Linked DNA regions of Danio rerio: region 2 is linked to region 1. A link is a contact called in public Micro-C data. All regions are on one chromosome and are shown on one strand. The core of a region is the stretch at or near the end of the contact, and the rest is flanking DNA. Distances in the headings are between cores, read along the strand shown.

Evidence for each region. A called contact is a pair of places that touch in the nucleus more often than the background predicts.
Region 2: a contact with region 1 is called in a Micro-C map of caudal fin, with 6 times the contacts expected there. The contact joins the promoter of trappc3 here to the enhancer-like site in region 1. A contact is called at or near these places in 2 of 18 Hi-C or Micro-C datasets (caudal fin and an unstated tissue) and 2 of 4 datasets of contacts at active chromatin or transcription factors (caudal fin and embryo).

What each region holds. Positions count from the first base shown.
Region 1 is chr19:37,951,705-37,956,948 of GRCz12tu, forward strand. It overlaps col8a2 (collagen, type VIII, alpha 2), which reads right to left. Exons shown (of 3, transcript NM_001082901.1): 3 at 1-1,249. Among named protein-coding and RNA genes, the nearest start is that of ptp4a2b, 7.4 kb to the left of the region's middle. Within about 2 kb of position 1,992, at least 2 of the 62 cell types and tissues checked have an H3K27ac peak or open chromatin away from gene starts, as enhancers often do. A contact at or near this core is called in caudal fin, where this site is marked.
Region 2 is chr19:38,185,242-38,190,485 of GRCz12tu, forward strand. trappc3 (trafficking protein particle complex subunit 3) reads right to left here and starts at 3,160. Exons shown (of 5, transcript NM_001003601.1): 1 at 3,015-3,160. The coding sequence starts at 3,056.

The DNA of each region.
Region 1 (5,244 bases), core at 742-3,241:
CCTTTCAATCCTGGAATGCCTTGAGGTCCCATATGACCAGTAGGGCCTGGGAGTCCAGGAATCCCTGAATTGCCACGTGGTCCAGGGGTTCCTGAAAACCCGTTCTCACCTTTTGGCCCTGGTGCTCCAATTAAACCAGGATTGCCTGGCAGACCGATGTGACCTGGTTCACCTTTAGGTCCAGGTTTGCCAGTGGCTCCGTTAAGACCAGGTAGACCTTTATCTCCTGGGAGGCCAGGCTTTCCTGCCAGCCCACTCGGGCCCTGATCTCCTCTAAGTCCTGGCAAACCTGAAGGTCCTTGTGGTCCATTCTCTCCTTTAAGACCTGGCATCCCAGGTTTTCCTGGAAGACCCATTAAACCTTGTGGACCTGGAAGCCCAGACTGTCCAGTTGGCCCTAAATCTCCTGGTAGACCTTCCAGTCCAGGTTCTCCTTTATCCCCAGGGACTCCTTGTAATCCAGTAGGACCTCTGTCTCCTTTCTGCCCTACAAGTCCTGGTTTTCCATAGCCAGGGGGTCCTGGAAATCCAGGAGTTCCTCTGGGGCCAGCTTCCCCCTTTGGGCCTATTGGGCCCAAGTTTCCTGGAATACCATCAAGTCCAGGTTTTCCCAAACCAGGTGCTCCTGGTGGCCCTTGTTGTCCCGGAGGACCAACTTGTCCAGAGGGTCCTTGATCTCCTGGTGCTCCTTTATCACCCTTTGGCCCCAATGGCCCAGGCAGGCCATTAATCCCTGGTTTACCCAATCCAGGGACACCAGGAGCTCCTGGAGGTCCTTGAAGGCCAGTGGGTCCCCTGGGACCTGTTAGACCTGTGTGTCCATTGCCATTTTCCCCTTTAAGTCCTGGTTCACCTGGAACACCACGTGCACCTTTACTCCCCGGCTCACCTCTTGATCCTGGCGGGCCTCTAGTGCCAGGTAACCCTGGTTTACCATTCAATGAAATACCTACAGGCCCAGGCGCTCCTGGTTGACCTTGAAGTCCCCGTGGGCCTGGCTCTCCACGAGGCCCAACCTCGCCATTAAGTCCTGGCAGTCCTTTAGGCCCTATTTTTCCTGGTAAACCTGGTAGACCTGGTTTACCAATCCCAGGTAATCCTGAAGGTCCTTGTGGACCAGTCTGACCATTGAGACCAGGCTTTCCTATACCTGGTTTTCCAGGTAATCCAGGGGGACCAGCTGGTCCCCTTGGTCCTGGCTTCCCTTGGGGACCTGGCTCCCCTGTTATGCCCGTCATCGGTGGAAAATCTAAAATAAAAAAGAAACAGAAATCAGGGATCATGGTTGACATCCAGAAATAAAATCCTATAATATTTAATAAAAAAGATTTAAGAATTAAAGATGCATGTTGAATGTACCCTGAAATGCTGGTGAGACTACACTCATCATTATGCTTTACTCTAAACCATGTTCAAGTATCTGCTCAATGACATCTACACCAGTATGAAATAAAAGCCCAATGGGCAATGAAAATGTGTTTATGGACAAAACATAAACAAGCAACAAGGACAAAGTTCTCAACAGCACTTGGCCTCACCAGAATTTCAGCAAGGGAACTGTAGTGGTGTCATTTGACATACATGTCTGCATTAAAAACTACCAATTTGCGTTAACAACTACATAAAAACAATGTAAATTTGCATGTAACCTGTTTGATAGTTTAAATTAGTGCTATGATGTAATAAAATGTCCAGAAGATGCCAGTTCTGAGAGAGATTGAGCCAACTGGTCAGTTTTAACAAATTTGCTTTTCACTTTAGAAACCATAAACACAAACAAACATTTGGAGCACAGTTTGACAAGAAACTTACGTGAGGAATTTATTTTATACTAAATGTAGTGCAATTAGCTAACAGAATTATCCCACATATATAATATGGCTCAGTATTGCTAATGTATATCCATCTGTCCACTTATCTGTAAACATTTTGCAAATCCTCATCTGCTGCAAAACGCTGTAATGTAATTTTAAAGCGCCCTCAAGTGGTGCAATAGGTCTATTACACAGCCCTATGCATTCAGTATCTCTCCCAACAGAAATTATATAGATTCTTACTTTTCCAGTGCGGACTAATACAGACAATCTCCTAAACACATATGAAAATGGAAGCAGTAAAAAAAAGAACAGAAGACAGAACAAAGTACACATGACATAAGCAGTTGACTTTTTACGGCTATTATATAGTCTTATTTGTTATCCATGCCCGTGGGTGTGCTGTATTTTGATACATTTTAAATAAAAAATTCCTTATGTTCCAACTTGGCAAGCAATGTGTAATTTGACAGACACTTCTAAAGCAAACTCCTTTTTTTCAGAACATCTGCCAGATGAGCATGTCTTTCCACGTCCACTAGATGGTAGTAAGAACACAGTTTTTCTTCAGGGATTTTTTCAGCAGTGTTGTTTTTTGAACAGACATGAAATATTTAGTAGCCTGTAACTTTCTCATTTTCTCACTTTCAACATTCCACGACAATTCCTGTTGCACCCATATACATTTAAGCTCCATAAAACATAAAAAGTAATTTATTTATTTATTATTGTTTATTTTTTAAAGGGAAAAAAAGAGAAATTCCTACATTTCTGAAATGACAGAGGGGTCCTCTTCAGATATTTTGAGTATAAAATGATCATGTATGTCACTTAAACACACCACTTTAGTTAATGCTTCAAATGTTTAAACTTATGGTATAACACAAAAACATTACAAAAATTGAATAGTCCCTGCATTACATGACACGTCCATAAATAAATGCTGTGTCTTTTTAAGTGAAATACACAAATACTTTGACGCACAAAAGCTTTCCTTTAAAGTAACCAGATGCTAGAGGACAAAAAGGATAAGCAATCTTTGTCAGCAAACCACAGACATGCAAAAACCTTATGAACAATCAGCAGAAAAATGTACACAGACATCTAAAATCACATTAGTTGAGTAATTTTGATTACTAGGAATGCAAGTGACATCTTTTTTATCACTTTAGTGTTTATAGCACTCACTTTATTTTGTAAACTGAGAATTAAAAAACAATGTTCATGCCATCTTGAACTTGGCATCACATTAAACATTAAAAAGTGACTATATATTCATTAAAAGCATATTAAATGCAAATAAAGTGTCTGCTTAATGTTTAAAATAACTTTTGTGAAAATAAAATGTAAAAAAATTAGTGATCTACATACAGTTATATATATTGGTCAAAATGACACAACATCACTGATTAATGACCTGACCTTAATAAAATAAAGGTAAAAAAAATTCATTTTCTTTTCAGTTTAGTCCCTTTGTTAATCTGGGGTCGCCACAGTGGAATGAACTGACAACCTATCCAGCATATGTTTTATGCAGCGTATGCCCTTCCAGTTGTAACCCAACACTGGGAAACACCCAAACACACTTTCACACACATACACAATTTGCCTTATTCAATTCACATATACCGCATGTCTTTGGACTGTGGCGGAAACCGGAGCACCCAGAGGAAACCTACGGCAACACGAGGAGAACAAGCAAACTCCACACAGAAATGCCAACTGGCCCATCTGAGGCTCGAATCAGTGACCTTCTTAATGTGAGATGATCATGTGATGCCCCCGTGACGCCACCAAAGAAGAAGCTATCATATTTAATAAACAATGGTTTGACTAAAATAACATAAAGTAGTTTGACTGATAGTGGGAAAATAAACATTTTATATGGCAATTATTTTTAATTTATGGGCTTCAGCTGTTATCTTGATTTTGTACGTTGTTTTGTATATAAACCCCTTTTCAGCTTGGATCTCTATCCAGTAAGATACAGGGTTTCTCTGGTTTTATTCAGCACTGATTAAAAAAAATCCATATATACCCACCGGCCATTTTAATAGGTACAACTGCTAGTACTGCTAGTACAACGCACATTTCTAATATGCCAATCACATGGCAGCAACTCAATGCATGGTTGCATAGAATACATGGTCAAGACCAAGAATCAGAATGGAGAAGAAATGTGATTTAAGTGACTTTGAATGTGGCAGGGTTGTTGGTGCCAGACGGGCTGGTCTGAGTATTTCATAAACTGCTGATTTACTTCAATTTTCACGTACAACTATCTCTAGGGTTTACAGAGAATGGTCAGTAAAAGAGAAAATATCCAGTGAGCAGCAGTTCTGTTGGTGCAAATGCCTTGTTGATGCCAGAGAAGAATGGCCAGACTGGTTCGAGCTGATAGAAAGGCAACAGTAACTCAAATAACCACTCGTTACAACCGAGGAATACAGAAGAGCATCTCTGAACGCACAACACGTTGAACCTTAAGGCAGATGGGCTACAGTAGCAGAAGACCACACCGGGTGCCACTCCTGTCAGCTAAGAACAGGAAACTGAGGCTACAATTTGCAAAGGCTCATCAAAATTGGACAAGAGAAGATTGGATAAATGTTGCCTGGCCAGATGAGTCTCAGCTCTGCTGCGCCATTGGGATGGTAGGGTCAAAATTTAAAAGTCAACAAAATGAAAGCATGGATCAATCCTGCCCTGTATCAACGGTTCAGGCTAGTGGTGGTGGTGTAATGGTGGGGGGGGGGTGGGGGGGGGGTATTTTCTTGGCACACTTTGGGCCCATTTATACCAATTGCGCATCATGTCAAAGCCACAACCTACCTGAGTATTGTTGCTGACCATGTCCATCCCTTTATAACCACAGTGTTCCATCTTCCGATGGCTACTTCCAGCAGGATAACGCACCATGTAATAAAGCGTGAATCATCTCAGACTATTTTCTTGAACATGGCAATGAGTTCACTTTACTCAAATGGCCTCCACAGCCACCAGAGCTCAATCCAAAAGAGCAACTTTGGGATGTGGAGGAACGGGAGATTTGCATGATGGATGTGCAGTCGACAAATCTGCAGCCACTGCGTGAAGCTATCATGTCAATATTGACCAAAATCTCTGGGAAATATTTCCAGTACCTTGTTAAATCTATGCCACAAAGACAGTTCTGAAGGGAAAAGGGGATCCAACCCAGTACTAAGGTGTACCTAATAAAGTGGCCAGTGAGTGTATGTTCCACACAGGTTTGGAACACCAAATATGTTTTCTGAATTTTCCTCTAGATAAACTTTGTCAGCAGTAGGCAGCTAAACCAATCACATCCCAGACAAATCTTACTTGTCACTTCTATTGACCTCTGTTACATCTTTAGCACCTTCTGTACGTCTTTCAATCTGACACTCACCCTGGATATCTCATCAGCTCG
Region 2 (5,244 bases), core at 1,910-4,409, 230 kb after region 1:
TGAGCTATTGACAGTCGTATATGTGTCCCACACTGCTAAAAACACTATTAGGACACCTATATTTCACTAAAAAGTGTAAATTGGTTGTTTTTGCGTTATTTCAAGCAAATTCGTACTTCCTGTTTGAAACGAATTTTTGAAGCTGCGTCACGGTCATGACATAATAGCGTGTATTCCAGCGTGCAGACTGGATGTCTGTGCCAGAGTGTGCCTTATTACGTCTTACAGTGTGATGCATTAATGCATGAGTAAGGCTTGGTTCAAACCAATCAGCGCGCTCTATTGTGCAACTTCATTAATATTCATTAGTGTCACCGTCTTTACACCACAGAGACGCCACGTTGTGTTGGCAAAACAAGCGTGAAGTGTTGCTTTTAAATTTTGCTGCAGTTAAGTTTCGTTTTCATTTTCTCTCTGTGAGAGCTCAGACTCACGTGTGGATTAACAGTGTACGCGACGCTCGACAACAATAACTTACGTGTCTAAGGGGGATTATTGTTTACCTGAGAGCTGTTCTCATCTGCAAACGCTGAGATCCGGATTCCGGATGTAGTCTTCTCTTCAGACGCGGCTCTAGTTGCTGGTGATTGACCTGTCTCTACAGATTTGGTAAGTGAGCGACCAGTGCTCTTTGTTTATTCAGTTTGTTCGTATCGAATTAAGTTAACTATTGCGCTGAGTGCAAACATGTTAGCACCGCATTTTGTGACCGGAATAACACACGAGGCTTTCTGACGTTACCTGCCGTGTGCATCTAAGTTTCCGGGAAATGCGGAGTTTTTTTTCTGTCATTCGCCGTGCGGTATCAAACATTGCATGAAAAATACACGCTTAGAGCAGATCCTCGAATCAAATATCTCGTTTGTCGCGAGGGGCATGAATGAATTCCCTGAATGAAAGAGTCAAACTGCAGTTAAAGTCCACCAGTTAATAATTTGGCAAATAATTCCACTACAGATGTCCATGTAGGTTAAACACCATCTCTTTCTCCTGTGTGTGTATTTTGACTGAAACTCGCGCGTGCCCAAATAGACACTCCCACACCCTCCCACTTTAGTTCCTCCGACACTCCCCCCTAAACAGAGCTGGACACCCCCACTTTTCTGACTTTTTCCAAAGTGGAGGTGTGAAAACACCCTGCTGAAACACGGGGGTTTCATGGCCCTTTAATTCAAATGACAGATTTGTGAGGGGTGTACTCATAAATGCTGTGTATGATTTAATATATAAATGTATGTCATAATTCACATAATTCATTTGTAATTCATTCATTCATTCATTTTCTTGTCGGCTTAGTCCCTTTATTAATCCGGGGTCACCACAGCGCAATGAACCGCCAACTTGTCCAGCAAGTTTTTTACGCAGCGGATGCCCTTCCAGCCACAACCCATCTCTGGGAAACATCCACACACACTCATACACTATGGACAATTTAGCCTACCCAATTCACCTGTACCGCATGTCTTTGGACTGTGGGGGAAACCGGAACACCCGGAGGAAACCCACGTGAAGGCAGGGAGAACATGCAAACTCCACACAGAAACGCCAACTGAGCTGAGGTTCGAATCAGCGACCCAGCGACCTTCTTGCCGTAAGGCGACAGCACTACCTACTGCGCCACTGCCTCGCTACAAAATAAATATGATTTAGGGATGGACAAAATCTAACATTGCGATTTTTATCTTTTTTTTTTCTGTGATGTAATTGGGACATGAATATAATATCACCAGATGATTTGAATAGGTCTGTTTGAAAAGATTTCCTTAGTTTATGATCAAGTGGGATGATCTTTTTTTTCTATGTAGTGCATCTGCGTAAATTATAATAAATTACAAGCAAAATAAAGAAATGAATGCTTTATGGTTTTCTTGGCCGTCTAACAGTATTCAAGGACAGAAATTGAACCATTAAATGTGGAATAACATGGTCATCATTGTATAAATAAGCAAAAAAAAATATATATTAATATCTATTTTTATTACTATTGTATTATCTTTCAATGTGGCTATTGCGCATAGACACATTGTGATATCGATGGTCAAAACATATTTTGATTAGCCCTAATACGATTCTACAAAAACGCTCAAATAATCTATTGTTATTAAATTTATTATTATTATTAATATTAATAAAAATATTATTGTTGTTTCAGGTTCATGATTCAGTTTTATTTTTTGCTGGATGGGTTGGCGATTCATTCTGCTGTGGCAACCCCGGATTAATAAAGGGACTAAGCCGACAAGAAAATGAATGAATGAATAAATCATTTTTATGTGTGTAATACTGTATAATATAATAACTGCAATGAATAAATGAACAAATCTTTGAGTGTGGTCAGGAAATATAATAGCTTTTGTGATCCTCAATAAAGAAGATCTACAATAGAACTCAGTCTGTACTGTAGCATTGAAACTTCAGTTCATACTTAGATGATCTGAATCAATGAGCACACAGTGGTCACAAGCGCCCTCTCATGGCACAACATGGAGTTGTTACAAACACATCTACATAATAGGAAACCTAAACATTTATAATAAAAAAACTTGTATGACAGAGCTGGACAAACCTACGTGCGTCTTTTTTTTGCTTACATAAATACCTTTTTAACAGAATAAAGCAGCATAATAATAACAGCTCTGTGCTGTATAGTTATTGCTAAAATAAACCAAAAAAATGCACGAAACATCATGCCATTAAAGCATACATCACTCACTACAACGAATTTATCATTCATTTAATCCCACAAAACCATTATTTTAAAGGGTTACATGCATTCCCTCACCGTTTTTAATTCAAAAAGAGCTGATTAATTACAGAAAGACGTGTCCTTTGTGGAACACGAGCAATAAAATAACTAACATTTATATATACACACACAACACAACAGTATCTTTATTTTAATGTAATAATACAAACACTGCTCAAATAAGAAGGTTATTTATCCGACAATAATAGCATGTTAGCTAGCAGCCTTGGGTTTATGTAGTAACTGAAACAACACGATACACACTCACCATCTTCTTGCTGTCCGTGGCTCTGTTTGACTGCCTAGACATGTTGTCTAATATTACAGGTGTGGAACAGATCAGTTACAGGTAATATTTTATTAATCTGCTCAGTGCAAAGATAGTCCCGTGATGTTGTTTCTGTCACTGACGGAGGAGTCACTTCCTCAATAACTGCCGACTAACCGGAAGTCTTGCCACGCTTTGGTTTGTGGGTGTTGTAGTCAAGGATTCTGTGAGTATTTTTGTATGTATTTTTATATTGCTTTTTATCAGCACTGCACGGCATAACATCAGTACGTATCTATAATTATGAATGTGTAATTCATCTGTAACAAGACTAGGCCAACTCTTTGTTTCAGCGCCATTGCAGATCTTTCTTGGACTGTGTTACTTGTTGTTTTTATAAAGTATGGCGTATATACTGTAATAATACTAATACTGTAGGCTTTGTGATAAAAGAAGCATGTTTAAATTTAACAGTACTTATAAAAGAGTCGAAATCCCACTCATAGTTAAGGAATATGATATTATTTTTGGAGCCATCATCCATTTTGGGAGTGCTTTGTTTATGAAGGGATTTAATAACCTATTTTCTCAGATTTGTGCAAGATCTCAATGTTTTTTTTTAAACATATTCTGGCAAATTACCACAAAGTCAAATAACAAGAGTCTCTGTGTTTTGATCCAGTTGCAGTAATGTCCTAATGCAATGATTTTAGTTTTATTGGAACAGACATATAGGCAACAATAAATGAGATCTAGTCAGGAGCTGATTCAACCAATAAGCGAGCCCGCTTAGAGCCCCAGGAAATCAGGGATCCCCCAATAAATATCTAGAAGTGTAATTTACACCTATAAACTAGTAGTTTTCTACCGTATTTTGTATGGTGAGAGTTAAAGGTATTTTGAAATACAATTTTAATGTAATTAAATATTATTTAATATACAATTGAATATAATGTTATTATAATATTGTAGTGGTATGTAATAGTAATAATATTACCTAATAAAATATCCATAGGGGAACAGTCCAGCAGTCAATTAAAAAAAATTATATTTAATTTGTAAATTCATTTTAAGAAAACCAAAATCCCCTAAATCACTAAATCCGCCCCTGAGTTTAGTGTAGACTAAAATAAATAAAAGGTGTCTTTTAAATGGGTACATTAATACGATTTATTTTTTAACTGATGTAAACAGCTTCTTCTGTCGTCTAAAAAAAAAATGTCTGTCTCATTTGTATTGTGAGTATCACAAAGTATCTCTGGGGGGAAAAATGCTTTTGGGTTTTGTTTTGTGGTGTAACTCCTCTTTGAAATTAGAAAATTCTATTTTAGGATGTTCACATTACGAGCAAAAAGGTTTTAATAAACAGTTTACACAACTGTATATGTACAAATATACATAGAACATATGAAATCCAAGTCTCTAAATAATGTCTATACAGTGCTCTGCATATATGAGTACAACCCCCCATAAATCTCTCATTTGAATTAATATTTTCCATAGGATGCTTTACAATATTATATTTGTGCATTTACATTACATAAGTCAGTGCTGAAGCCAAACATGGAGCTAACCTAACAAAATAACTTACAATAATGGTTCAAAAATTAGTAGGCCAAATTTTGATTTTAGGGAAAAATGCATTCATTCATTCATTCATTCATTCATTCATTCATTCATTCATTCATTCATTCATTTTCTTTTTGGCTTAGTCCCTTTGTTAGGGAAAATTGATAAATGAAATTTTAAAAAATAGCTAAAAAATAAAGAGAAACAAAAACATATATTCAATTTTGTTGAAATGTAGTTTGTAATTATTTTAGCAATATTTTGCTTGAATTTAAACGCATTATCTTTCCATTTCTACAGATGTTCTGTGACTAAAATATTATTTGTATAAATATATAATGGTTTAATAAATCTGTTTTGTTCAAATGCACCAGTATATATCACCCATATTCACTGAGAAATGGATAAAAACATTCATTTTTAAAATGGGGCATATTCATATGCTGAACACTGTACATAATTCACATATTTTCAAAAGGTAAAATATTTTCTTTCTATACCTGGCATTTGATAAAGGTCTACGGTACTGTCATTCTGCATATTGTTCAAAATCATAAAAAAAGATTTCATTTTGCATATTCAAAAAGAATAAAAAATACAATAGATTTATTGTTCCATGACATCATGAGAGAGGACAACACAGCTGTAAAGTTCTTATTTG